Linked DNA regions of Pan troglodytes: region 2 is linked to region 1. A link is a contact called in public HiChIP or PLAC-seq data. All regions are on one chromosome and are shown on one strand. The core of a region is the stretch at or near the end of the contact, and the rest is flanking DNA. Distances in the headings are between cores, read along the strand shown. Region 1 holds the start of TRIM65 (tripartite motif containing 65). Region 2 holds the start of UBALD2 (UBA like domain containing 2).

Evidence for each region. HiChIP or PLAC-seq counts read pairs in DNA pulled down with a chosen protein or histone mark.
Region 2: an H3K4me3 HiChIP or PLAC-seq map of stem cell-derived excitatory neurons shows a contact between it and region 1, with 2.5 times the contacts expected there. The contact joins the promoter of UBALD2 here to the promoter of TRIM65 in region 1. A contact is called at or near these places in 2 of 7 Hi-C or Micro-C datasets (induced pluripotent stem cells and stem cell-derived neural progenitor cells) and 1 of 1 datasets of contacts at active chromatin or transcription factors (stem cell-derived excitatory neurons).

What each region holds. Positions count from the first base shown.
Region 1 is chr19:88,894,314-88,901,536 of NHGRI_mPanTro3-v2.0_pri, forward strand. TRIM65 (tripartite motif containing 65) reads right to left here and starts at 3,313. Exons shown (of 6, transcript XM_016930911.3): 1 at 2,804-3,313. The coding sequence starts at 3,217. It overlaps MRPL38 (mitochondrial ribosomal protein L38), which reads right to left. Exons shown (of 9, transcript NM_001280504.1): 7 at 5,792-5,950; 8 at 5,441-5,577; 9 at 4,926-5,268. The coding sequence ends at 5,132.
Region 2 is chr19:89,261,308-89,268,530 of NHGRI_mPanTro3-v2.0_pri, forward strand. UBALD2 (UBA like domain containing 2) reads left to right here and starts at 3,363. Exons shown (of 3, transcript XM_001151089.8): 1 at 3,363-3,762; 2 at 4,044-4,106. The coding sequence starts at 3,643.

The DNA of each region.
Region 1 (7,223 bases), core at 2,063-4,562:
CCGGAGGGCAGGCTCTCCCAGGGCACCCAACCCTCCCCCAGGGACAGGCACCCCCATGTCCCTTTCCCTCTCTCTTGCAAAATCCTGGCTCCCCTGGTGCTACTGGCTGCCCCTGTCACTCCCTTCCTCCACATGGCCCTCATCTACCGGCCTCCAACTCAAACTTCCGTGCCTAGCTCAGTCTTCTGCACCCGCCCGTGAGCAGCACATCTCGTCTCATCCTCCTCGGCGGCTTCAGCAGCTACAAGGAATGTCCCGCAACACTCTGGAGCCCTTTTCCTTCACCTCATCTCAGCCGCTCCTGTGAACTCACCCTGGCCCTGTCACCAGCTCTAAAATCTCCATTCTAGGCATCCATTCTTCCTTCTCTGACCACTGCCTTCATGCCCTCTCCTGTTCCAGCCACCTCTGTCTCAGTCCTCCCACCTCACCGACCCCCAGCCGTGCACTCTCCCATCCCTCCCTGCCCATCAGGCCTCCTGGCCACCCCTTCCCTTCCTGTCCCATCCAGCGTCCCTGTGCCATCCTCCATCCACGCCTTAGCCCCAGGCCTCCTCTGTCCCCGAATGATTCCACGTCCTGTCTTTGCTGCTGAAACGGGTTTTGTCAAGGGCACGGACCACCTCCACAGTACCGGTGCTGAAGGTCATTTCTGTCCTCGTACTGAGCCTCTGATCAGCATGGGCACCCTGCCCGTTCTCTTCCTGGCACCCCTGTCTCCAGGTGCCACACAGGGCTGCCGTTCCCCCGACCTTCCCCATCTCCCTGGGAGCTCCAGCTTGGAACCTTCTCTTCCTCCTAGCGCTAATGACTCCCAGCTCTCGACTTCCAGCTCCCCGCTCCTGAGCTTTGGAGCTCACAGCAAGCTCCGCCTCCCGGGTTCACGCCATTCTCCAGCCTCAGCCACCAGAGGAGCTGGAACTACAGGCGCCCGCCACCAGGCCCGGCTAATTTTTTGTATTTTTAGTAGAGACAGGGTTTCACCATGTTAGCCAGGATGGTCTCAATCTCCTGACCTCGTGATCCGCCGGCCTCCGCCTCCCAAAGTGCTGGGATTACAGGCGTGAGCCACTGCACCCGGTGGTGGCCAGGCTGCGGGGGGTCCGGGCCCCTCCTGCTCCTGGCGGCAGCACCCACTTGAGGAGGTGACCCTCACTCATGGTGCACAAGCTGCAAACACAACAGCCCTTGGTCTGGCAGAAGAGCTCCAGCAGCTGCCCGGGGCGGGGTCAGCGCGCGGCAGGGCCGGGGCCAGGGCTGGGGCCAGGGTCCCAGGTGCCACAGGCCCGTCCCCTGGTTTGTCCCACTGGCCACTGTGACCTCTATATGTCCAAGGCCAAACTCTGCCCTCCACCTACGCCTCTCAGGACATAGCACCCCAGCCACCCGCGTGCTCAAGACAGAAACCCAGGTGTCTCCCTTGCCGCCCTCTCTGCTGTCCCCCGTGTCCCCTCTGGCCTGCTTTCGCCTCCACAAGGTACCACTTCCCCTCAGCGTTTCTCATCTCCTCCTCCATCTTGGTCTCCCTTCCCTGATCCCCAGCTGGTTCTTTGCCTCCCTGCACTCCTGCCCTGGGCTCCTACCCGATTCGGGTCTTACATCCTGCCCCCTTCAGCCCCCAGCCAGGTGATCAGTCTCCATGAAGCCCAAATCTGATCATGTGCCAACCTGCTTCCAAGCCTATAATGGCCCCCATGACCCTAGAGTAAGAGCCAGACTCCCCCAGGACCCTGCCCGATCCTGCCCCTGCTGACCTCCAGGGCCTGGCCCACAGATCTCAGTGGCACAAATCTGCCACTAGGGACCCCGCGTGCCCAGTTCTTTCCCATCCCAGAGACGGGACCAGGCTGATTCCTCTGCCTAGAATGCTCTTCCCCAGGTCTTTCTCCTGGCTTGCGCTTCCTCAGTCCTCACATGCCAGCCTGAAGGCGGCCTCCCCTTCCTGCTCCTGGCCCGTTTAGCAGGGTCACCCCAACCCCTCTATCACGTGCCATGTGCTTTCCTCACTGCATTTTGTAATAATACATTCACGCCTTACTGGAACACTGACTTCTTAAGTGGATTCTAAGTCTCTTAAGGGCAGGGAGCTCGTCTGATCCATTTACCAACAGCCCCCATAGCCCCCTCGCCCCCCACAACCCCGCACAGCGAATGAAAGGAGGCTCTCGGAGCGCAGGAGACACCCGACGGTTCTCTAGCGCTTGGGCACGGAGCAGGGAGCTGCTGCCTCACGCCCAGGCTTTGTTCATCCAGAAGGCACCGAGCAGCTTCTGAGACCCACCCTGTGTCACTGGCCGGGCTGCATATCCCAGTCTGATGCACAGACCCACGATTTTTTGTTTGTTTATTTTCTGAGACGGAGTCTCGCTCTGTCGCCCAGACTGGAGTGCAGTGGCACGATCTCGGCTCACTGCAAGCTCCGCCTCCCGGGTTCACGCCATTCTCCTGCCTCAGCCTCCCCAGTAGATGGGACTACAGGCGCCCGCCACCACGCCCGGCTAATTTTTTGTATTTTTAGTAGAGACAGGGTTTCACCGTGTTAGCCAGGATGGTCTCGATCCCCTGACCTCGTGATCCGCCCGCCTCGGCCTCCCAAAGTGCTGGGATTACAGGCGTGAGCCACTGCGCCTGGCAGACCCAAGACTTTTATAATCAGCTCCCAGGTTGGGCGAAGCCCCTTACAGATGAGGCTCCCCGCCCCCGCCGGGTGCCTGAGAGAGCAGGGCGCGGCCCGCAGGAGTCACCCGGCGGTGGCCAGGCTGCGGCGGGTCCGGCCCCCTCCCGCTCCCGGCGGATGCGTCACCTCGCGCTGGAGGCGCTCGGCATCCAGCAGCGCCCGCTCGTGGAGGCGACACTCGCGCACGGTGCACACGCTGCACACACAGCGGCCCTCGGTCCGGCAGAAGAGCTCCAGCGGCTGCCCGTGGCGGGGGCAGCGCGCGGCAGGGTCGGGGCCGGGGTCGGGATCGGGGCCGGGATCCCGGGCGGGCCCGGCGCGCACCACCTCCAGCACGCCGCTGAGGGCCACGTTGCGGCGCAGCTCGGCGCCGTCGGGAAAGGGCTCCCGGCACTCGGGGCACGCCTTTCCGCAGCGGTCCCACCAGTCCCGGATGCAGGCCCCGCAGAAGTTGTGGCCGCAGGGCAGCGTCACTGGGTCCTGGTAGAGCCCCAGGCAGATGGCGCAGGTCAGCTTCTCCTCCAGTAGCTGCGCGGCCATGGCCCAGCGGCGGCGGGAGCCAGGCGGGCCCCGGGCGTCTTAAAGGGACCGCGGGCCTCGCGCGCTGAGGGCGCCTGGGCGTGGCTAACGCGGGGCGGGGCGAGATGCGGGCGGGGCGGGGCGAGATCCGCGCCCGGGAAGGCGGAGGGGGGCGGCAGGCCCTTCTCTGACACCCTCGACGAGCGACCGCCGCAGGGGCCTAGGCCACCCCTGCCCACCTCGGCCTGGCCCGCTCGAAGGTTCCGCGTTCCCGCCTTGCGCCCCTCCCTCCGTCTAGGGTCCACGCCACCCCGGCTGAGAGCTGAGTTCGGCTCTCTAGGGTCCCAGCCTGGCCGGTCCATCCCACCCCCCTGGGCCTTCAGCCCAGGTCCTGGAGACCAGAGGCTCGAAAACCCCGCCAGGACTCCGGGCTTCTGACCACGGGCCGCGCGGAACCTCTTCTGGACTCATCTGTCAATCGCCTAACAGCATAGACCCCCACCCCCAACAATCCCCCGGGGCTTGGCGATGAAACGGGCGGGCGGGCTCCCTGCAGACCCGAGCACTGCTGCACTTTTTCCTGGAGCTGGGTTTCGGACACTTGCCAGACTGGGGTGTCTCCCTTCTCTGGGCTACACGTAATTTTGGTTCTTTTAAAGTAAACAGCGAGATGGAAATGTCTGGTCACCAAGAGACAGGGACCAGTTAACTGGTATTTTTCAAATGGCCCTTGAATGAATACACAAACCAGCTTTCATCTGCAATCAGCATCCCCTCTTCCTGCTGCCCTCTGCTGGGGAGAGTTCCTTGCCTGGGGTCCAAGCTGATCTGCAGCCTCAGTATTTAGAGGCACTCCAGCATTTCCCCTGAAGCTGAGCAGGCAAGGCGGGTCTGGGGCCTAGCGCCCACCTCCCCGGCAGTGTGTATCAGGCCAGGGGGAACCCCAGGAGAGTACGGCCTTTCTAACCAAGCTGGGCTGATGTTGAGGCGGCACGAGCTCTCACTGCTGCAGCAAGCACTGCGTCCTCTGTGCGGCCATAGGCGAAGTTTCTTTCTGGACAAAGTGCACGGATCTACCCTCCACCTACTAGTTAGCCAGACTTCTGCTTTTGGTAAGGGAGAAACAAAACACCTAACCGTCCAGCCGCAAGACTCCATGGGTTTTCTGACCCTGAGCAGGTCTCTTGAGACACGCTATTGCCTACCTAATGTGGCTTCTCCTCCCAAGCATGGGGTGGGGGCTGGAGCCTGTGCAGAGGGTCAGTGCTCCGGCAGGCACTCTCTCTCCAGGGGCCGGTGGGACCCCCCTGGGGCACAGAGCCAGTGCTCAATAAATGCTCCTTCCTGAGCCCAGCTGCTCTGCTCCACTTTTTCGGGGAGCTGGGTTTCAGGAACCTGCTGGATTGGGATGTCTCCCTTCCCTGGGCCACACCTGTTTTTGGCCCACTGCCTGCTTTTGCTTCGGATCCCAGGGCCCCTGACACCCTCACAAGACGGAGGTGAGGACGCACTTAGTGGGGTGGGAGGCAGCCCGTTTCCCACCCATGAAGCTCCATCGGGGTCCTCTGGCCCTGGAGCACCGACCCAGGCCAGCTATGGCAGAAATCCCTTTTTTAAAAAAATACAGGTAGGGTCTCATTATACTGCCAGCTGGTCTTGAACTCCTGGGCTCAAGCGATCTTCCCTTCTCAGCCTCCCAGTGTTGGGATTACAGGTGTGAGCCACCAAGCCCGGCAAGAAATCATCTTTATTCACATTCCCCACCCCACCACCTGAGAGTCACTTTCACTCCAAGCCCTGGGCCTGATGGGAGGGGGCCAAAGAGGGGGGCTGCCTAAGGCAGGGCCCAGACCCCACGGTGTGGGCCTCTGGAGCTGTGTCTTCACTCTTGCTGCCGATCAATCCCATGCTCTGAAGTGCGCACACTCTGGCTCCTCAGTAGATGCCATAGGTGGGCTCATGACTGTCCCTGTACCGGTCCAGGTAGCGCAGGGGCTGCCGGTGGGGGAAGCGCTTCTGCTTGGGGTGGTAAGGGGGCGGCCGCACGAACTCAAACACCGGCTCCCGCATGTCTGCAAGAAGAGTGAGGGGCACAGGGGTGGTCTGCTGGCCTGCGCCCCCTCAGGCTGAGGCCTGCCCACCAGGGACCTGCCGCAGCCTTCCCCTAACAAAGCTTCTCCCTGGCAGGGCAGGCGAGGCCTGGGAGCTCAGGCCCACCCAGTGCCCCAGCCCCATGGCCCTTACCTAGAAGCTGGTGGAAGATGTAGGTGACGGAGTCATCCCAGCGGCACTGGAAGAAGGACAAGCCGGCTGGAGTCATGGCTTCTTGGTGTTTCTTGTAGAAATCAAAAGTGCGGAAGGTCCGCTGGGCCAGCTGATAGCTATGAGAAGATAGAGAGCGTATGAGAGTGGGGCAGCAGAGCCCCTCACCCCGCCACCCCAACAGGTAACCCTGAGAGGCCCCTGGGAGTCTGCTAGCACCCTATCCTGCTCTTCTGCCAGTCTCAAGGCCAAGGTCAAGAGAGAACTGAGCAAGAGTGACCGTTCCAGGGGAGGTGGCCTGAGGCCGGGTTATGTGTGGGTGGTGTAGATTACCAGGGTGAGGGGCGTGCGTCCTCGGAGAAGTCAATCAGCTGGTCCTGCTTGAAGAGCAGGAAGGCAAGACGGTGGATGCCGGAGCCTCGGGCAGGGAAGGGGGGGAGGTAGGGACACGTCACCTGTCCTTCAGCCACCCGGTTACCCGGGATGTTGGTTCTGGGAGGAGGAAAGTCCCCATTAATTACCACTCCAGGGAGGCAGCAGGAGTGTCCCATCAGCTCCATGCACACCCTAGAGGCCGACATGACTCCCTGGGAGGACAGCTCTAAGCGTCTCCTGGGACAGAGGAGGCAGCCAAGCTCTGTGAACACCGGGACATGCTGCAAATATGGGAAGCGGGCTGGAGGAGCTCCGAGTGGGGGACAGGGCTCCAGAGAGCGTCAGCTTGACAGCAAGGCCATGCAGCCGCTTCCAGGCCCCGGGAGCCGGGGGTCTGCCACAGTCACTGAGGTTAGAAAGCCAGGCCACTTTTGGCTGCTTTTCCCTCTGCGTCCTGAAGTCTCCAGGACCTCGTCAGGGAGTGTGTGCCCAGCCTGGCACAGGGGCGGCCAACACCTCAGGCACAACTCCCCGGAGGGTCCTGCCGCACAGGCTGGTAACTACAGTTGAATAAAAATGACAGAAACCAGCCTCCCAGTCACTGTCCCCAGTTAACCAGAAGGCTCAAAGTTGGGGTCACTGGCCTGACCTCTGCCCCCTGGCCTGGTGTTCAGAGCCAGAAGCTACCAAGATAGAAGGCAGCCCAGTCTGGGCCCAGGGAAGGAGCGCCCAGCGGTTCAAGGAGCACCTGGGAGACGCCACAGCTGCCAGACCTCTCCCGCTCCTTCTCCCACGTGACTGTCACAGTCCACCTCACGTTGAATAAGGCATGTGGTGCCATTAGCCCAGTTTTACAGGTGAAATGAGTTTAGAGAGATGAAGGGCCCAGGCATGGTGGCTCACGCTTGTAATCCTAGCACTTTGGGAGGCGGAGGCAGGCAGATCGCTTGAGCTCAGGAGACCAGCCTGGGCAACATGGTGAAACCCTGTCTCTATAAAAAAATACAAAAATTAGCTGGGTGTAGTGGTTTGCACCTGTAGTCCCAGCTACTCAGGAGACTGAGGTGGGAGGAGCACCTGAGCCCAGGAGTTAGCGGCTGCAATTAGCCATGATTGCACCACTGTACTCCAGCTTGGGGGACAGAGTGAGACCCTGTCTCAAAAAAAAAAAAAAAAGAAAAGATGAGGAGGCTTGTGGGGACTGACCGAGGCCTACTGCAAACTTTGTCTCCTGTAGCTGTCTTCAAGTAGACATGGGGATCCCAGGGCCCCTAACACCCTCAGGAGGCAGAGGCAGGAGGTGAATTCAAGGTCCCATGGGTAGTCCATGAAACTCAGGAGCAGCTCAGTCCAGGCTCCCAGGTCCTCTTCCCGCCGGGGCAGCACCCCC
Region 2 (7,223 bases), core at 2,113-4,612, 370 kb after region 1:
CCCACAGAAGTGACAGCTGCAGCGGGAAGGGAGGTAGCATGGGTGAGCTAACCACTGCCTCACTCCACCGCTGGACACTCTTCCCCTCCACTGTCCCTCAGCGGCCCCATCTGTGAAATGAGATTCTGGATTTGGGGGAGGATTGAAATGAGTTAATAGACATTCAAGTCTTAGAGAGCTGCCTGGCTCACAGGAAGTGCTTGGTAACTGGCAGCTGCTTGTTATGGTCCGGCTATTGTGTGCCTGTTTCAGGACTCATTCAATGACTTGCATTCACAACAACCTTGTCATCCGGGAACGGAGGAAATACTGCTAAGATTGTTTCTCTTCTTGGTTGCTGCCTCACCGCTTGTCCTGGAGCCCAGACCATTGATGTAACAAGGATTTTCTTTCTGAGGATACCATGTTTTATTTGTGATTCAAGCCTTTTTTTTTTTTTTTTTTTTTTTGAGATGGAGTCTCGCTGTGTCACCCAGGCTGGAGTGCAGTGGCACAAAATCGGCTCACTGCAAGTTCTGCCTCCCAGGTTCATGCCGTTCTCCTGCCTCAGCCTCCCGAGTAGCTGGGACTGCAGGCGCCTGCCACCATGCCTGGCTAATTTTTTGTGTTTTTAGCAGAGACAGGGTTTCACCATGTTAGCCAGGATGGTCTCGATCTCATGACCTCGTGATCCACCCGCCTTGGCCTCCCAAAGTTGCTCTATTTTACCTACCATACATTGTCCTCTCAGATTAAAATAATAGTACCTTCAGTTAATAATACCTTGCATTTAGGAAGTTGCTTTCCTCCCATCAGCTCAAAGCCCTCTACAAACATGACCTCATTCATTCTCCCAGGAGTGGGACAGTCCTAGGTTTCCCAGCTACTCATCTCCAACCGGATTCTCAGAAGCCAAAATATGGATTAAGCACTTCCATGTGTCAGGACCACAAATCACGGGCTCTGTTGCTCTCCTTCCTTCTTCCTGAGTGACCTTAGGCCCACAGAAGATAACTAGAACCTGAGTCTCTCTGGCTTGGGGGCCTTGCCCTCCATGCCCTGCCCAGGTGCCCACAGCTGGGCCCTGCAATTGTTAAACATTACATAAACTGGATAAACTGCCTTGATTTCCAGGAAATAACAGGTTTGGCAACTTTGGACTCTTGCTTTCCTTGGGAACTTACTTCTGAATTAAGACCTACAGGCTCATAGGGGACATTCCACTACAGCCAGAAATGTCTCTCCCCAGGGTAGACCCTCCTACTCACGGCCCTGGCATGTTTGACACCCGCATGTACTTGTGAAAACCTGGAGCCCCACAGTGACAGTACTTCCTTCTTCTGGGCTGCTTGCGGCCTGAGCTCCCTGGCAATGTATGCTGCTGGCTGCTCACTTTTGTTTTCAACTTGCAATTACTGGACGGGAAGGCTGCAAGCTGTACTGGAGTCTCCAGCCACACGCCAGGTCCCAGCCCACGTGTACTTCAGGGCCATTCCCAGGAAAAAGCTGACTCCTACTCCTTCAAAACAAACAAATAAACAAAAAACGAACCAAATGGAATGAGCTCATGATAGTACCTGAATTTGTTTTTCATCAGTACAGAAACATTAACCTTAATTGTAATCTTCTTCTTGTTTGTAAACTTTAAAAATACATACTGTCAAGTTTTCTTAGATAGGGAGTTAAATCCAATTTAGGCAAAGTCAAGATAGAACCACGACGTGCTTTCTTATTATAAGCCTCCTTCTGTTCTGCAGACCTTTAACTGGTTAAAATACACTTTGTAATTAGTAGTTCAGATAAAAACTCACAAAGTTCTCCGGAAACAGAAATTCTAACAGTGAATCCCTAACAATATTTATCTTCCCAATCTCTTCTGCCCCTTCCCCAATCTGCTTAAACTCCTAGTTCTTTTCCTACCCCAACAATTCTCAAACACAGCCCTGAAGATCAAACCCTAATCCAGAAGATGGAAGCTCAGCACATACAAACAAATCTGGGGCCAGGCATGGTGGCTCACACCCGTAATCCCTGTGCTTTGGGAGGCTGAGGCAGGAGGATCACTTTAGTCCAGGAGTTCAAGACCAGCCTGGGCAACAATAGTGATATCTCATCTCTACTAAAAATTCAAAAATTAGTCAGGCATGGTGGTGTGTGCCTGTAGTCCCAGCTACTCGAGAGGCTGAGGCAAGAGGATTGCTCGAAGTTACAGTGAGCCATGATCATGTCACTCTAGCCCTATCTAACAACCACCACCACCAAATTTTGGACTTTAAAGGGCTACCACTGAGAAACAGTATCTCTGTAGAAACACTCACTGTTTGTTATTGTTTGTTTTTATTTGGTAGAGATGGAGTCTGTGCTATGTTGCCCAAGCTGGTGTTGAACTCCTGGCCTCAATTATCCTCCTGTCTCGGCCTCCCAAAGTGCTGGGATTATAGGTGTAAGCCATCCCAACCCCAGACTCCACCCCTACTGCCACCCGTTGTTTTTTTAAAAGATGGTAGAAATTAAAGCTTCATCTTAGCTTTCGTGACAAGCAAGAGAAAAAAAAAAGAAAATTAAAGCTTCAGTTAGGTCAACCGATTTAACAAGAAAAAATTCTTGACTTGGCATTTTGGCTACTGAGAAAGTCTCACTTTTTTCCTTGCATATTTCCTTGCATATCGTATTTATTGTACGTAAGTCTTGGCTTCCATCTTCAGAGAGCAAAGTCTTTGGTCTAAAAACTGAGAAAATACTGCTCGATCCTTGCGGTGGGTAGTGATTAGAAGAGGGCAGGACGCGGGTTCCTAGGGTGCAAGTAACGTTCTGTTAATTGATCTGGGTGTTCACTTGGTGAAAAGTCTGGGAGCTGTACCTGCGACATCGCACTTTCCTAATGTACGTTATATTTCAATACAAGATTTTTTTTAATTGGACTGCTTGAAAGTTATTTTTAAAAATTACATGCTTTTGAGACTTGAGCAGCTGCAAAGGCTCTGTTTTCTATTTTGATCATTCTGTTTCTCGAGATGACCACATCTTTCAGAGGAAATGAGTCAAAGCCACTCTGTCTTGCTTTTCCAGCTGAGCATGTTCTGTTTCAATGAAGTAATGAATGAACTTGGCCGCACCACCCCCAAGCCTACAACAGCAAACAGAGGGCCCTCGGCCAATCAGCAGGCACTCCGGGTTTTCAAGTTGAGTTCAAACAGGACCACCGGAGGCCAATCAGAGTGCGCGGCCCCGCCCCGAACGCCCGGCCGTGACCAACCACGAGGCCGGATGAGCCAAAACACAGCGGCCGGCCAATGCTGGGGAGCCCCACGGCGCCGAGCTCCGCCAATGGGCGCGGCCGGGCGAAAAGAGAAGCAGTGAGGGCCCCACAGGCCGCAGGATTCGAATCGAACGTCCTTACGGGAGCCGGGCGCTGGCGGAGCGGCGCCCCGGCCAATCAGCGGCGGTCCCCGAACGTTGGGCCGGCCCAGCCCCGCCCCGCGCTGTTGTTTGTGGTGTCGGCCGGGCCGCGGGAGTCGAACCACAACATTCGCCGGGCGGGCGGCGGCGGAGCGGCGGCAGCAGCGGTGAGCGCGAGCCCCGGAGCCCCGGGCGGCCGGCCTCCCGCGCCCGCGCAGCCCCGCGTCTGCGTCCGGCCGGAGACGCCGGGCACCGCGCCGCGCCATGTCGGTGAACATGGACGAGCTGCGGCACCAAGTCATGATCAACCAGTTCGTGCTGGCCGCGGGCTGCGCGGCCGACCAGGCGAAGCAGCTGCTGCAGGCGGCCCACTGGCAGTTCGAGGTGCGAGCCTGGCCGCCGCGGGGCCGGGTCGCGGGGGTCTGGGACGCCGGGCGGCGGCGGGGGCGGGGAGCGCTCCTGTTGTCGGCCCAGAAGGCGATCGGCGCCCGCGAGCGGGTCTTACGCGGGACCGGGGCCGGGACCGGCTCCCCCCTGCACGTGGGGCAGCCGAGGGTCGGGGGCCGCGGGCCGGGCGCGGAGGCGGGGAGAGCCGGTGGGGGGCCCGGCCGCTGCGTTTCCTGACTCCGCCTGGCCCGCCGTGTCACTGCCCTGTTTGTCCGCAGACCGCGCTGAGCACGTTCTTCCAAGAAACCAACATTCCCAACAGCCACCACCACCACCAGATGGTAAGCGGCGGCGGGCAGGGGCGCGGGCCGGGGCCGCTGTCAGCGCGGCGGTGACAGCCATGTTGCCGGGGAGCGCCGCGCCGCGAATGTAAACAAAGAGCCAAAATGTCTTCCAGGAAAGAGCGGCTCCCGGGCCGGCGCTGGCGCCTCCAACTTTGAGGCCCGCCTCCCGGGCTGCTGCTGCTTGGCCTCGGGACTGGTGCCCGGCACTGGTCCCTGAGGGGAAGCGGCGCCAAAGTTGGGGGGAGGGGGAGAGGGCCGGGGGCCTGGCGAGGGGCTCAGGAGCTGGGGGACCCCAGAGCCAGGGGATGGGGAGGGGGCTCGGGTGATGCCCGGACGTCTGAGGCACTGGGAAGCCCGCGCGAAGGGCCCAGGGAGGGCGCTGGGGGTGCTTGTGTTTATGGGGACCCCCTCGTGCTGTTGAGTGGTTCCCCCCTCCCCCTCCACACACACACACACACCCAGCGCTACAGAGAACAGGAAAGGCATGAATCCACCCTGGCTCAGGAAGCCGGGCTCTACCCACCAAGATCTGTTCAACCTTCCGAAGCCCAAGGGGACTGGGAAGTTGGAAGGACATACATCCCCCAAGCCAGGAGGACACACAGATTTTGACCCAAGATAAGGCCAGGAATGTGTCTTTAATCTCTGTGTTGAGCTCCACCAGCCAGCACACAGAGAAGTGGTCCGGGGTCTGGATTTGCTTTCTTTTTCATTCTGGCCCAGGCCCAAGCTTTTGCCCTCCTGGCCATGGGGTACTCTGCTTTCTTGAGGCCCAGGACATCCCTGCTGTACCCTACCCCCCTAGTTACCTATTAGCCCTGCTGGGGGAGGAGGGGCAGGGCTCAGCGATAGGGATCTTAAAACATTGTTCCCCAGGAGAGCTGTTGTGGACTCTAGGTGCATTTTTGGGATTTTTAACACTTGGAGCCCTTGCCTTTGGCTCTCTGTTTTCATCTAGTCACAGAGGACAAGTAGAGGGGTCTGTCTTGACCTTTTTAGCTAGTTTTTCTCAGAATGGCTGATGCTGTATATAAATCAAGCCAAAATGGCATTTGAGTATGATGGGAGCATGGTGCTGGCCACAGGGCTCTTAGAAACCCAAGAGGGTTTCATCTCCAGGAGACACCGTCCCCTGCACTTGACCAGGAGAAATGGCCAGTGCCTGCCTATGCTTGAGTCTCGAAGCTTCCTGCCATCTCCTGTCAGAGGATCCTTGAGATTTCCTCCCACCAGCTGTGGCCATCCCAAAAAGCTCAGAACTTCCAGATACTACAGCCATTCTGAGGGGCTGAGAACAGGGAGGCTCCCCAGGAAGAGCTGGTCTGGCATCCTGTTTAGTTCCTATTGCCCCTCCTCTGCAAATCCCAAGGAGATGCTAAGTCTCTTTTGAAGCTTCCCTCAAGGAAGGCAGCAGGTTTTGTAACACACATAACCAGTGTCACACACATCAGTGCCCAAGTCTGAGTGCCTTAGCAGCACACATCAGTGCCCAAGCAACACACATCAGTGCCCAAGTCTGAGTGCCTTAGCAGCACAGTGGAGGACACCATCCCTGCTCTCAAAAAGTTCGTGGTTTCTTTTTTTTTTCTAATTTTATTTTTGAGAAAGGCCAGGGCAGGGGGAGTCTCTGTGTGGCCCAGGCTGGTCTTGAACTCCTGGCCTCAAGCTATCCTCCCGCCTCAGCCTCCCGAAGTGCTGGGATTATAGGTGTGAGCCACTGCACCCAGCTGGCAATTTCTTTTCTCTTTTTTTTTTTTTGAGACAGAGTTTCACTCTTATTGCCTAGGCGGAGTGCAATGGTGTGATCTTGGCTCACTGCAACCTTCACCTCCTGGGTTCAAACGATTCTCCTGCCTCATGGGATTACAGGCACGTGCCACCTGTAATCCCACACCTGGCTAATTTTGTATTTTTAGTAGAGACGGGGTTTCTCCATGTTGATCAGGCTGGTCTCGAGCTCCCAACCTCAGGTGGTCCGCCTGCCTCGGCCTCCCAAAGTTCAGGGATTACAGGCGTGAGCCACTGCACCCGGCCTGGCAATTTATTTTAGACAAAGTAAGTCAAAGGAAAAAGATCAAAAAACGAAACACTAGAGACCAGTAACGGCAAAATGGCAAAACCAGAAGTCATGAGTAACTGATAAATGGTTGTCCTGTACATTACTGTAGATTCCCATAGTTGGAAGCTTCCCAGTTGATAAGGAGGGCTTCCCAGTTGGAAGTGGAGAAAGGCACTACAGACTTGAAGTGGGAGGACAAGGGTACAGGGGACAATGGGTTTTCTTGAGAACTGGCCGAGGGGGCATATCTGGTTCAAAACCCTCATTTTACAAAAGCAGAGAGAAGCTCCAGAGAGGTTCAGGAACTTGCCCAAGCTCACACAGGCAGGCCACCACAGGCCTGCCAGCCATCATCCCTGCTGTTCTCTGGCGGCTGTTTGAGGAGACAGGCCTCGCTGGCTGGCGGGGAACTGGGGAAGTCGGTCACGATGCTGTGATGCAATTGGCCTCCACCCCCACCCTTCATTCATTGTTTCCTGCTGCCGAGAAGTCATCCCCAGAGGGTGGCGGTGGAGGGGGGGGGGGCAGGGAGTAGTGGAGGGAGGAGGGGAAAGGTCTGGGTGGGGCCAGGCCTCTGCATTGAGTCCTTTGGCCTCCCCCTGAGGACCCCTAGAAAGGCAAGGGTCAGAGCTCCCTTGGTGCCCTGGGTGCTGACATGGTGTGGGGCTCAATGGACAGGGTGTGCTAGTGTCCCCCTTCCATGTATGTTACACACCCCCTACACAACCTCCGGTTTCTAGCTGTGAAAGCTCCCTCTGGTTTTTTTTTTTTTTTGAGACGGAGTTTTGCTCTGCCACCCAGGCTGGAGTGCAGTGACACGATCTCAGCTCACTACAACCTCCACCTCCCGGGTTCAAGTGATTCTCCTGCCTCAACCTCCCAAGTAGCTGGGATTACAGACGCCCATCACCACACCCAGCTAATTTTTGTATTTTTTAATAGAGACAGGGTTTCACCATGTTGGTCAGGCTGGTCTCGAACTCCTAACCTCAGGTGATCCGCCTGCCTCGGCCTCCCAAAGTGCTGGGATTACAGACGTGAGCCACTGCGCCCTG